Linked DNA regions of Capsicum annuum: region 2 is linked to region 1. The links are chromatin contacts, called in public Hi-C maps. All regions are on one chromosome and are shown on one strand. Each heading gives the region's core, a stretch centred on a gene start, on an enhancer-like site or on the middle of the called end of the contact. The rest is flanking DNA. Distances are from core to core; before and after follow the strand shown. Region 1 has its middle 7.3 kb from the start of LOC107856860. Region 2 overlaps LOC107841216 (NEDD8-activating enzyme E1 catalytic subunit).

What was found. A called contact is a pair of places that touch in the nucleus more often than the background predicts.
Region 2: a Hi-C map of leaf shows a contact between it and region 1, with 1.8 times the contacts expected there. The contact joins two enhancer-like sites. A contact is called at or near these places in 2 of 5 Hi-C or Micro-C datasets (leaf and placenta).

Annotation. Positions count from the first base shown.
Region 1 is chr1:166,586,524-166,592,858 of UCD10Xv1.1, reverse strand. No RefSeq gene overlaps it. Among protein-coding and RNA genes, the nearest start is that of LOC107856860, 7.3 kb to the right of the region's middle. Within about 2 kb of position 2,583, at least 2 of the 5 cell types and tissues checked have an H3K27ac peak or open chromatin away from gene starts, as enhancers often do. A contact at or near this core is called in leaf, where this site is marked.
Region 2 is chr1:166,678,533-166,684,867 of UCD10Xv1.1, reverse strand. LOC107841216 (NEDD8-activating enzyme E1 catalytic subunit) reads left to right here. Exons shown (of 9, transcript XM_016685204.2): 9 at 4,010-4,382. The coding sequence ends at 4,144. Among protein-coding and RNA genes, the nearest start is that of LOC107841216, 37 kb to the left of the region's middle. Within about 2 kb of position 3,812, at least 5 of the 5 cell types and tissues checked have an H3K27ac peak or open chromatin away from gene starts, as enhancers often do. A contact at or near this core is called in leaf, where this site is marked.

The DNA of each region.
Region 1 (6,335 bases), core at 1,334-3,833:
GGCCATAAAATAAGTAAGCTTAGCTGATTTATGAAAAACTGCTTTAAAAGAGTTCAACTTGAAAGAGGAATTTATGTGGATAAAGTCAGATGTGCAAAAATAAAGAAATAAAAGTTTGTTACTTAAGATAATATAAGGAGATCATCATGTGTTGAGTGTTTGACTTCAACACTCAAGAAGACAGTCCAAGAAGCATGGAAGTCCTTGTGGAGTTAGAAGTCTGCTTGGTTGGAGTTATAAATACTCGAGATCTCCCAAAATGAATTAATGCACAAATACTGAGAGAGAAAAAAGGGAGAACACGAACAAATAAGTAAGAACAATATTTGAGAGAGTTTTTCCTAGCTATCGAAGTGCAGCCTAATATAGTGAACCAAATTGAAGAACCTGTTTCATCCATGTGTCTAACAGTCTTTTTCTAGTTAATATGTATTAGGAAGTTTATTGAATTATAATTTTTTCTTAGTGTCAGTGTGTTATAAACTGATTTATGAGTTAGTCTTCGAGTTGGAATAACTCAAAGACTTGAAAACATAAACCTTGGGAGGTTTATGTGTTTTTAGGAATTAGAGTTAGTTCCTAGGATTGCTAGAGTTTTGTAATCTGATTTTTAAGTGGGTTTGAAGTGGGTTTCAATAATCTAGGGAGATTGTTGAACATTAGGAATTAGAGTTTATAATTTCTTGGGTCACAGAGTTTGTAATATTTTGTTGAGAGGCTCATTGTGTTTAGTGAAGTAGGGGTTATATCTTGTAGAGGTATAGGTCGTGATTTGTTATACCTTTTGTGAGTCTGTGTTTTTCATGTAAAACTCTTGTGTTAATTATTTAGTGTATTTTCTGTGCTTCTGTTGGAACACGTTAGACAACTTGGTTCATCTGTAGGCAAAAATCAGGTATAACTCATGTGAGTTATTAGTACGTGTAGCAATATCATAAATGATACACAATCGTTCAACTTTCATATTAGGAAAACTTTTACAATATTGAGCAGATGAAAAATATATGTGAATTTTTTTTCTACAAAATTTGCCAGCTACTACTAGAAGAATAATTATAATTTAAATAATTTAATTATGTTAATATATTTTAAATAATTTTATTATGTTAATATATTTTTTACAGGGTTGCAATCCGCCCGGTCATGTTGTATGGAGCGGAGTGTTGGCCAGTCAAGAACTCTCATATTCAAAAATTGAAGGTGACGAAAATGTGGATGTTACGTTGGATGTGTGGTCTTACAAGGGGGAATAGGGTTCGGAATGAGACTATTCGGGAGAGGGTTGGAGTGGCTTCGGTGGAGGAAAAGATGCAGGAGGTCCGTTTGAGATGGTTCGGACACGTGATGAGGAGGGGCACAGATGCACCAGTTTGTAGGTGTGAGAGGCTTGCTTTGGATGATTTCAAGCGGGGCAGGGGTAGGCCAAAGAAATATTGGAGAGAGGTGATTAGGCGGGACATAGAGCAGTTACAGCTTACTGAGGACATGACCCTAGATAGGAAGAGCTGGAGGATGCATATTAGGATAGAAGGCTAGTGACTATTAGGGTAGGTAGGTTAGGGCATTACCTGTTTGGTGTGTTACTCTTGTTAGGCTACCTTGTTGCATGTTGTATTACGAGTGCCTACTATTCTTTGTTTACTTTCCATTGTAGGAGCGTTTTTATGTCTTACCATCTTGTTCCATGCGTTTTGTACGGTTGTAATTACTTATCTTATCTTGAGCCGGGGGTCTATCGGAAACAGCCTTGCTACTTCTCCGAAGGTAGTGGTATGGACTACGTATATCTTACCCTTCCCAAACCTCACTATGTGAGAATACACTGAGTTTGTTGTTGTTGTTGTTAAATTATGTTAATATATTTTAAATAATTTAATTATGTTAATATATTTTACATCATCAACTGATAGATCATACATTAGGCTTTTTTTTTCTTTTGGTTCAACCAGAAGCACGTGATAAGTAGTCATTCTTATAATTGGGAAAAACAGATTAAAGTAATTTTTTTCCATTTTCTAATGTGACAAACCAAGAATCCGACTGCAGCAGCTATATCCATCCTATAGCTGGTTGACATACACTTGCAAATTGGAGTAATGGGAAAGTTGATACAACTAGTGTAAACCCAGGTGAACCATAACTAGTGGATGACGAGAGGATAGTGTGAGTAAGTTGGAATGTGTTGTTATCTGTGCGGAGAGAAGCGAATTTAAAATTTAAATTTAATAATTTTAAATTATTATTAGTTCTAAATTAATAATATTTTTAAAATTTATAAATTCAACATTTAACATTTATCAAGTTTTTAATATTTTTATGTAAAAATATACTTCATACTCAATAAAATATTAGATATATACTTCGTCGGTGCCTCCGAGTGGTTGGGTCGTAGACGGATTCAAATTTTAAATTTCTATGAATTTAATTTAGTCTTTGCATTGGCTATGCTATTATTGTTAATATTAAATTCATTGAATTTTTAAAATTTTAATATTAAAAATATTGAGATGAAGTCGATAGCATGCGCATGCATGTGGTTGTCACAAGCAGTCCCTGCAAGTATAATAAGGATCATGTAGTCCATATTTGGATGAGAAATCTGATCTAGTAAAGCGTGGGCTGTCGCTGTTGTGTAGATTCTTCAATCCTCATCCCCTTTTTCATTTTTGTCCTTCTCTCTCTTTCTCCACTCTCATCTGGATAGTAAAACTTATCATAATTTATCTATGCTATTGAACTTTTTAAAAATATCATTAAATATAATATATATATATATATATATATATATAATATTAAAAGTGTAAAAACTCTTAGAAAAGTAATTTAAACTTTTTGTCTTTTATGAAAATATCCTACAATAGATAAAATTGTCTTTTTATTATTTTTTGTGAATTATATTTAAAAATTTTATATTATTGACTCCTATAATATATGAGATCATTCTTTTAAAATATATGGTAACAATTTTTTTTTAAAGTTAGGAGTCCTAAAATATATGATAAGAGGTAACTTTTATTTTGTAATTTGTATGTTTAGTTGTCTAATTTTACCTATATATTTATGTTAAACCGTACAAAAATCCAATTACATGACATGATAATAAATCTAAACCAAAAGAATATACTACCTGTGGAAAACAACATTGGTTTTCTTTTCTTTTTATGTATGTCAGTACTACTACTAATTATTTTATTTTTTTGATTTGTGTGCATAAATTCAAATTAATGTTGATTACTAGCCAGCTTACGCCGTGCTACGCATGGCCCAATATTGATCCTTCAAAAATTTTATGTTATGTATAATTCTATTATTTAATTAAAAATTTTATTTGTTTGGTTAATAAATTCTAAGTTAGACATGTAATATTATATTTAGATTGATGAAATTTGCATAACGATATTTTAAGTTGTTCGAACTTTTGTGACATTGATAGTCAATTATATTTTTAAAATAATTTAAGTTCTTAATTATTGCGATTTATAATATTTTTTTTCTATTCTACTAATTAGAAGTGACATAGTAAAATTATTATAAAAAATACTTGTAAATTTTTTTTAAGTGGCTCCATATAAGACATCGTGTTATTTAAAATATCAAAAATTAATTTATCATTTTACGTCTATTTTACTTTATTTTATTAAATATTATTAATTTTTTAATACTTAAATGACTTATAATAATTATGAATAATTTAGTAAAACTACGATTGAAGTAGTTGAAACAGTCATGTTATAAATATCTATTATAGTTTTTTATTAAATATTATTAATTTTTTAATACATAAATGACTTATAATAATTACTTAGGGGTAATATAGTAAAATCACGATTGAAACAGCTAAGGCAGACATGTCGAACATGAGCAGCCTGCTTCAGCTACTTATTTTGACTTCTTATATAGGATACTAATAATATAATTTTTTTTAATGCTTAAATAACTATAATAAGTAATTAGGGATGATATTGTAAAATCACGATTGGAGCCGCGAAGCTGACATGTATTAAAAGTGATATAGCATAATAACTATAAAAAATTACTTGTGAAAATAATCTAAGTGAGCATCATATAAGACGTCGAGTTAATTTAAAACATCAAGAGTTAATTTATTATTTTATGTCTATTTCATCTTTTTTATTAAAGATTATTAATTTTTTAATATTTAGATGACTTATAATAATTAATTAGGGGTGATATGATAAAATTACGGTTAAAGCAATTGAAGCAGACATGTCAGAAATGTTTGTTTTATTTATTTGTATTAAATATTATTAATTTTCTAATACATAAATAACTTATAATAATTAATTAAAGGTGATACAGTAAAAATACGGTTCTAGCAGCTGTAGCAGGCATGCCGACCTGCTGCCTGCTTAAGCATAAAACTCCCTCTTATATACAACTATTCAATTTAAGTGGCATAATGCTTAGATAACCGTAATAATTAACAAGGGGTGATATAATAATCATGATTGAAGCAGCGAAGTAGACATGTATTGAATGAATTATAATAACTAATTAGAAGTGATATAACAAAATTAATATAAGAAAATACTTTTGAAAAAATTAAGTGGATCTCATATAAGACGTCAAGTTAATTTAATATTAAATATTATTAATTTTTTAAAACTTAGATGACTTTATAATAATTTTTTAATATTAATTGTTAATTCTTAGATGACTCATAATAATTAATTAGGGGCGATATAGTAAAATTACGTCGAACCAACCAAAGCAGACATGTAAAAAATGTTTGTCCTTTTTTATTAAATATTATTAATGTTTAATACGTAAATGACTTATAATAATTAATTAGAGGTGATACATTAAAATTATGATTGAAGCAACTAAATTTTTTTCTTTTGAATAATAATAAGTGAAACTTTGAGGAACTTAGTAATCATTTTGAAAATTACCATTTTATTAAATATTATTAATATTATAATACTTAAATGAAATAATTTATAATAATTAATTAGGGGTGATATAGTAAAATTACGTTTGAAGCAACTGAAGCAGGCAGCTGGAGCAGCCAGGACGACCCCAAGCTACTCAACATTGCCGTTTCTATTATAGAGTAATAATTTTTATTAAATATTATTAATTTTTCAATACTTAAACGACTTATAAAAACATCAAAAAATAATTTATTAGTTTATCTTTTTTATTAAATATTATTAATTTTTTAATACTTAAATGACTTATAATAATTAATTATGAGTGATATAGTAAAATTACGGTTGAAGCAGCTAAAACAGTCATGTTATAAATGTCTATTTTAAATTTTTTATTAAATAGTTTTAATTTTTTAATACGTAAATGACTTATAATAATTAATTAGGGATAATACAATAAAATCACAGTTGAAGCAGCTGAAGCAGGCATGTCGGCCTCCTGCTTGCTTCAGCTGCTAAACTGCCTCTTATTATATATAGTAATATGCTGTCAATTTCCCATTCTTTTTTTTTTAATATTAGATCTCGTTGGTTTTAAATTTTCGTGAGAGAATATATATATTCTCTAGTTTTCTTAAGTTCTTAGTTTCTAAAGTTTGTAAGTTACTTTTTTTAAAAAAAAGAGTGTGTGAAAAGTTGTGAAAAGTTTTCTTAGTTCTTCATTTTCCGGTAGCTGCCAAGTTTTCAGGGGACTCCCGAAAGGGAAACCTCACTTCTTCCTTAAGAAATGTAAGTAGTAGTTATATATATCTTTGTATTTTTCTCCCAAGTGTGTAAATTATGTTTGAATTAATCAAGTTTATATTTTCTTTCACATATGTTTTATTATTATTAAGATCTGGATCGCCGGCGATTTTTCGTCAGTTTTCTGATCTTATAAAATCTATAAATTACTTATAAAATACCCTCAGTACATGGTTAATCTCTCAGTGTTTTAGCAATAACGATGGATTAATCTGTAAATTTTTAGGGACTTGAAAAGTTCGAAGAAGATTGAAAAAAAGAGTGTTGTTATTCTCCCGGGGTGTGATTAAAGAAGATATTGCTAAGATACCTAAAATTGAAGAGAAAGAGATGAACAGGGTATAAATAAAAAAATTAAAAAACCTAAAAATACAAAAATAATTTATTTTGGAAGAAAATATACTTGAATCTTTATGACTTGGACTCTTACACTGGACTAAGGACAACGAAGGAGGGAGTACTGAGTAGGACTTTACACCATATTAAAACACAACCGTGATAACTCTGTTTTAATGACTTAACTTAAAATTACTTACCTGCTTTAATAACTTGTTAAAATAATTTACTTGCTATAATTATCTATCTATAGTATTATATTATCTATATAATATATAAATATATTATATAATACATCTACTT
Region 2 (6,335 bases), core at 2,563-5,062, 91 kb before region 1:
GGAAGAGTTACATTTTCATCATCATCATCATCATCATTTAATTTTGTATTAGGGCAAAAAGGGAGTCATAGATCTGGACATCATCCTCCACCACCATCATAGAGACATCACCTGGTTTCTCAGATTTATTAGACTAACTAGAGGAGTCTCCCCAAGCAGCAAAGACCTGCTTCACAACGTCAGCAACAACCCTTCTACTATACTTATCGGGGACCTGATCCTTCTTTTTTTCTCTTTCACCAGCTTGCTTGACATAATCCGTGTACTTCATTTTGTGAAGAGAACAGTCTTTGATGAAGTGATTCCGCTTTCCACACTTGTGACAGGTGTCATTTGCTTTGCCTTCCCTGTTATATTTGCTAGAACCTCCTCTTCTAGGAAGTGCATCTGTCCTTCTCATAATCTTAAGGAACCGTTTGGTAATGTAGATTGTTTCCTCATCATCACCACTGAAATCCTCCTTTGTTGACTTCAACACTAGATTCTTTTTCTTTTTTTCTGCTCACCTCTGGCTTTGTCTTATTGTTTCTTGAGCTCATAGGTCTTAAGATGACTTATGAACTCATCTATTATCATTGTATTAATGTCATTAGCTTCAGTAATGGCATTAACTTTGCTCTCCCAAGACTTAGGTAGAATACTCAGCACCTTGCAAACGTGTTTAGTGGGTCGAATGTCCTCACCCAAACAATGAAGCTCATTTGTTATAGTAGTGAATCTAGTGTGCATTTCTTGGATTATCTCTCTTTTCTTCATGCTAAATATTTCGTATTAGGTAGTCAACATGTCAACCTTTGACTCTTTCACGTGACTAGTTTTTTCGTGCGCTGTTTGCAAACAATCCCAAATTTCTTTAGTCGTCTCACACGCTGAGCTCCTATTGTACTCATCAGGACCTATTCCACACACAAGAAACTTCTTCGCTGTAAAGTTTTTCTCAATCTTTCTTATGTCAACATCATCGAATTCCTATCTCTTTTTGGGAACATTATAGGTATCCTCACCATCTTTAATAGGCTTGGCGGGAACAAATGGACCATTTTCAATAACGTCCCACAACTCACAATCTCCAGCCATAATAAAATTGTGCATACATGTTTTCCACCACCCATAATATTGTCCATTAAACCTGGGTGGCCTGGTAGTTGATTGGCCTTCTTCGAGATTAGAAGGAACATCCATATTAGAAGATCCTTCCTAGGTGTTAACCTTTTAGGAAGAACCCACTCTGATATTAATTAAAGAACTATGCGAGTTTGCCTTCTACTTTGGGACCTAGTCCCAAACTGTTGTATGCAACTAGAGATTGAATAGAAAAATAGGTAAAGTAATAAGCAATAAACCCAACAAATTTTACGTGAAAACTCCTTGCTCAAGGGAGAAAAATCATGACCTGCCTTCGGGATTTTCAAACAGCTCCACTAATATTTAAGCAACCTTGAAAACAGATTCCATGACTTCAAGGATTAAACTCCTAATCCTTCAACACTTTGTAATAATTCTATTACAATGAAATCAATGTCATAACTCTATTGCACAACAACCCCTGCTACCTCTAACTGAATCGATAAGCTAACTCTAGCTTCTAAGTCACCTAACTCTAGATGACATTCTTGTCAATAAGAACTGGAAAACTGACCACCTACTAATAATGAACAAAAGCAGCAGGCAACGTTTACAACCATAAAAAAAAAAGATTCAATTACAACAAGAACTTAAAGACATAATGAACGAGCAAGCAGGTCCCTTGTTGCGAGTGAGCTTTGAATCTAGGAGCTTCAAGAATTTTTTGTTGTGAGAATATGAAAGCTTGACTTTCTTGTTGTTGGAATGAACATATATAAGAGACAAGAAAACCTAGAATGAATCTCATTGGTTGAGACAAAGAGTGCAACAACCTTCCTACTAACTTCCTGCATAATAGTACTATTTCCAGTTGTATTGTTGGACCACTGAGAGTGACGTGAATGCGTTCAACCAGGTTCCTGAGTCATTGCAGCTTAGTCATCGCAAGATCTTAAGGGACTAGTTCCCAAGTGATAATTGTCAATCATCAAAACTAAGGACTTAACATTCTCGTATAGTAGTCTAACAACTAGATGTTCCAATTTAAGTAGGCGTTTGGCCATGCAAACTAAAACATTTTAGAGTTGAAGTTGTGTTTGACCATGAAAATAAATTGAAGTTCTTTTCGACTTTTTGTGAGAGAATTTGAGGAGAAAATAGATAAAACAATTTCATTGAATTTCAAATACAATTTCAAATGTTGGAATGCTTATGGCCAAACACTATAATCTTCACTGATTTGAAATGATTTTCTAAAAAAAAGTGAAAAATCCTCAAGGCCAATTGGGTACGTTGTCTAAGTTTGGTCGGTAGCAAGGAAAATGTTTCACCATACGGGGTTTGTTAGAGCTGTTAAATACGTAAATTAAAGGCAAGTGTTTTATACTAAGAAGGATCGGGATCTACTCGGCTGCGAACCGTGATGACAAGTATGGGTGTACATAGGTCGGATTGGTTTGGTTTTTTATTGAATAAAAATCAAAACAATTATATCGGTTTATTAAAACTATGAACCAAATCAAATCAACATAAACTCGATTTTTTCGGTTTAGGCTTTAGTCGGTTTTTTCGGTTTTTTTGGATTTTCTCGATTTTTTTATAATCTTTATTTTTTACAATTATATTGTGATTGAAGACTAGATCAAGTATGTTTTCACTAATGTGCTAATGAAAAAACTCAATTATGAAAAAATGAGGAGCGAAAAACTCTCCTGAAACTAAAAAGTAAGATAAGAGTGAAAAGTTTAGGTTTTAAGTTTATATTGGGTTTTGAATCATTTTATTAGCAATTAATGGACAAATATTACAACTAAATATATATATATATATATATATATATACACACACACACACCTACTTCTAAATATTTAAAATTAATAAAACTAATTGAAAAAGTATTTAAAAAGTAGATTATAATTAATATTTTATGTATAAAAAGTTAAATTATATATATGCATATATACATACATACACACACACAAACAGACACACTCACACACACACACATATATATGTGTTAATTATGTCGGTTTGATTTGGGTTCGGGTTGATTTTTTTTTGGTAACACCAAACCAAATAAAATGGTCGGATTTTTTTTCAAATGTCAAACCAACCAAACCAAACCATAAGTCGATTTTTTTTTTCGATTTGGTTTGGTTTGACTTGATGATTTGGTCTGTACACCCCCAATGACAAGTAATACTTCAACGTTTGCAGATGGTGTTTTAGTTTGGCCATTCAGTATTTGCAACTACTATTAAATAAAAATATTTCAAGTGAATAATGAATTTTATGGGCAAATCTTTAATTCTTTTTATTTTAAGTCATTTTCTTAGACGGCTCTACAGCGATTCAAGTTGTAGTGACACCTTACAAACTTCTTATTTGGAGCGCCTTACAAACTTCTTGGGGCCTATAATAGGCATTTGTGAGTGTTCGGATGCACGTATTTTGTGTATGTTCCTGCAAAAATTGTCAAGAGAGATTTAGGTTTAAATTCAACTTTCAACTTACAGAAATAATATACAACTTCAACAAAAATGCTGTCTAAATGTGGTCATAAAATAATTGATAGTGGGGGCGATGACCATGGACAAGCATAATTGTTCACATTCATAACATACAGCAAGTCTTAGATGCAAAGAAAGGGCGTTTTCTCAATATTGGCAGAAATATTGCCAAGTAGTATATTATCCACCAATCAACTAACTAGCTTATCCAGAATTCAATTCCAATAGGTTCTGTCAAATAGGATGGGCTTATTTGGGGCCTATGGTGATAAATGCATGATCTAGTAGTGCTGTTTCCAGTCAAACATTCTAATCCAAGATATCCGTAAAACAAATAGATCTAAAAAAGGGATTCGAGATCTATTCTATTTTTTTTATTTTTATTGCAAATGTTAATTATTGATTGCTCAGAAAGATAAATGGATGGTTTTCAGATACAAGAGACAGTGACACCAAAACCTTTCAGAGCTTTTTGGTGGGAGCTTTTTTGTTGGGGGTGGGGTCCTAATTGCTCTTTACCCAGCGAAGCTTGCGGTATGGTGGTCACATACGCACACTCAATTCACTAGCTTTTTAGTGTGTCCTACTGGAATTAAATATTGAAAATCATAAATAAGACATAGACATAGAAGTACAATAATAGTATATAAATTTTTTAGTTAAAAATTAAGATACATATACCGTTCGACTTCATTGTAGTATCACCAGTAGTAATCCATATTTAAATGCAACATCAACTTCAACTCTCTCAACAACTGGGTTAATTCATGAATTGAAGTTTACGTATTCTAAAGTCAAGCTTGTTTGAGTTATTGAATTTTAAGTTAATTTATGTGTTAAATAATTTTTTTTAAAGACAAACACACGAATTTGAATCAAAACTAGTGAATTCTACATTCTGCTCTCTCCTTCTGATTAAGAATCCTGCCTTTCAAGGTTTTATAGATCTCGATGAGATCTGTTAGTACTAAACATTCCACATTGTTCGAAGGAAGATGTTTTCTTATTATATCATTGGACATCTTCAGTTCATTGGATTACTTTTTTTGAGTTGAATTAGATCTAAAATTTATTATTTTTATATAGTAGTATTAAATGCAGACTGATTTTTATTATTGGTGTTTCTTTGTATAACTATTTGGTATTTAAAATTCACGATTTAACTAATCTAAGTTTGCACCGCATAGAATTCACTAAAATAAACGCGCTCCCTACTACGGGTGGGGAATTTTCTTACTCAAGATCCTAAAGACATCTATAATCTATAATATATTCTAAAACTATAATCTATATCTATAATCTATCTATATATCTATATAATCTATATATCTATATAATATATTAAAAGTGTGAAGACCCCTTAGAAAAGTGATTTAAATTTTTTATCCTTCATTAAAACACTCCGCAATAGATAAATCGTCTTTTCACTATTTTTTTTATATTTAAAACTTTTAAATTAACTAAATTTTATGTAATAAATCCTCCCTTATTTAAATTATGTAATATAGTTAAATTTATAAGAAAAACTAACACTAAAAAAAATAAGAACTTTCGTCACTTTGAAATTCTTTTAAATATAGGATAGGGAAAATGTCATTTTAATTTAGGCAGTTAGAATTTACGAGTATTTCAATTTAAATTTGCAAGAAAAATTTAACTTATTGATATTTTACAATGATATAGTAAATAAAAGTGCATTATAAATTAATAGTAAAATATATTATTATTAAGTGTTTCCTTTTTTACTCACCTACGAAATTTTAATATTTTATACTTCTAACTCACTTAAAATATTACTTTATCTAAACTATATTATATTTAAATAATGTTGATGGAAGAGATATTCTTATAATTATTTGTTTGGATGAACTTTGAAGGAGGCGTGTAATAATCACAAAAGATTAGGTTTAATTGTTCTAATATCTTGATTATCATATTATTTTGTTATAGTTTATATTTTATTCAAGTTTATTGTAGATGGATGTTTGATCGGACTTTTAAGAATTTTTTGTGTTAATGTTAGATTTAATGGTATTGTTTTAATATCTCAATTATTATAGTTTCTGTAATGTTTTTACCTATTGTTTTTCTGCTTAATACAAGTGGTAGATGAATGTTTGATCGGGCTTTGAGGAATTTCTTTGTAAAGGTTAGGGTTTAATCTTATCGTTCTGATATCTCGATTGTCATATTGTTTTGTTAGAGTTTATAAGTGGTAGATGAGTGTTCACAGAGGCGGAACCACATGTATCAGTGGGGGTTCACGTGCACCCATTAACGTTGAAAAAAATTATGTGTATATACCTTCAGAAATTGGGATATAGTTAATAGTACATCCTAAGATGAATGGTAGTGCACCTAGGTGTTGAGTTGTGCAATATTTTTGCTTTTATTTTCAACACTTGGCTTATTGCTAAATTTATACCATTAAAATTGCTGGATTGGGGATTCGAACCCATAACCATCTCGTAAAGTGAGTCATTCTTGACCATTGAGCTACCACGACTAATTATTCAATAATGTTAAAAGAAAGCATCATATTATAAGAAAGTAAAGTTATTAGCTTAGAACTCATATTTGTTCGATATATTTATTTTTTCAGTATTGTTCATGTCTTTGGCGATCAATTGAATATGATAATATTCCTTAATCGACACTGAAAGTTTTTCTAATGTCTTAAGATAATATTGTGCACCACAGTATTATCAAAAGCAATAAGCGTAAAAAAGCATCACTATCTATTGTGTTTAAGCACAAAGT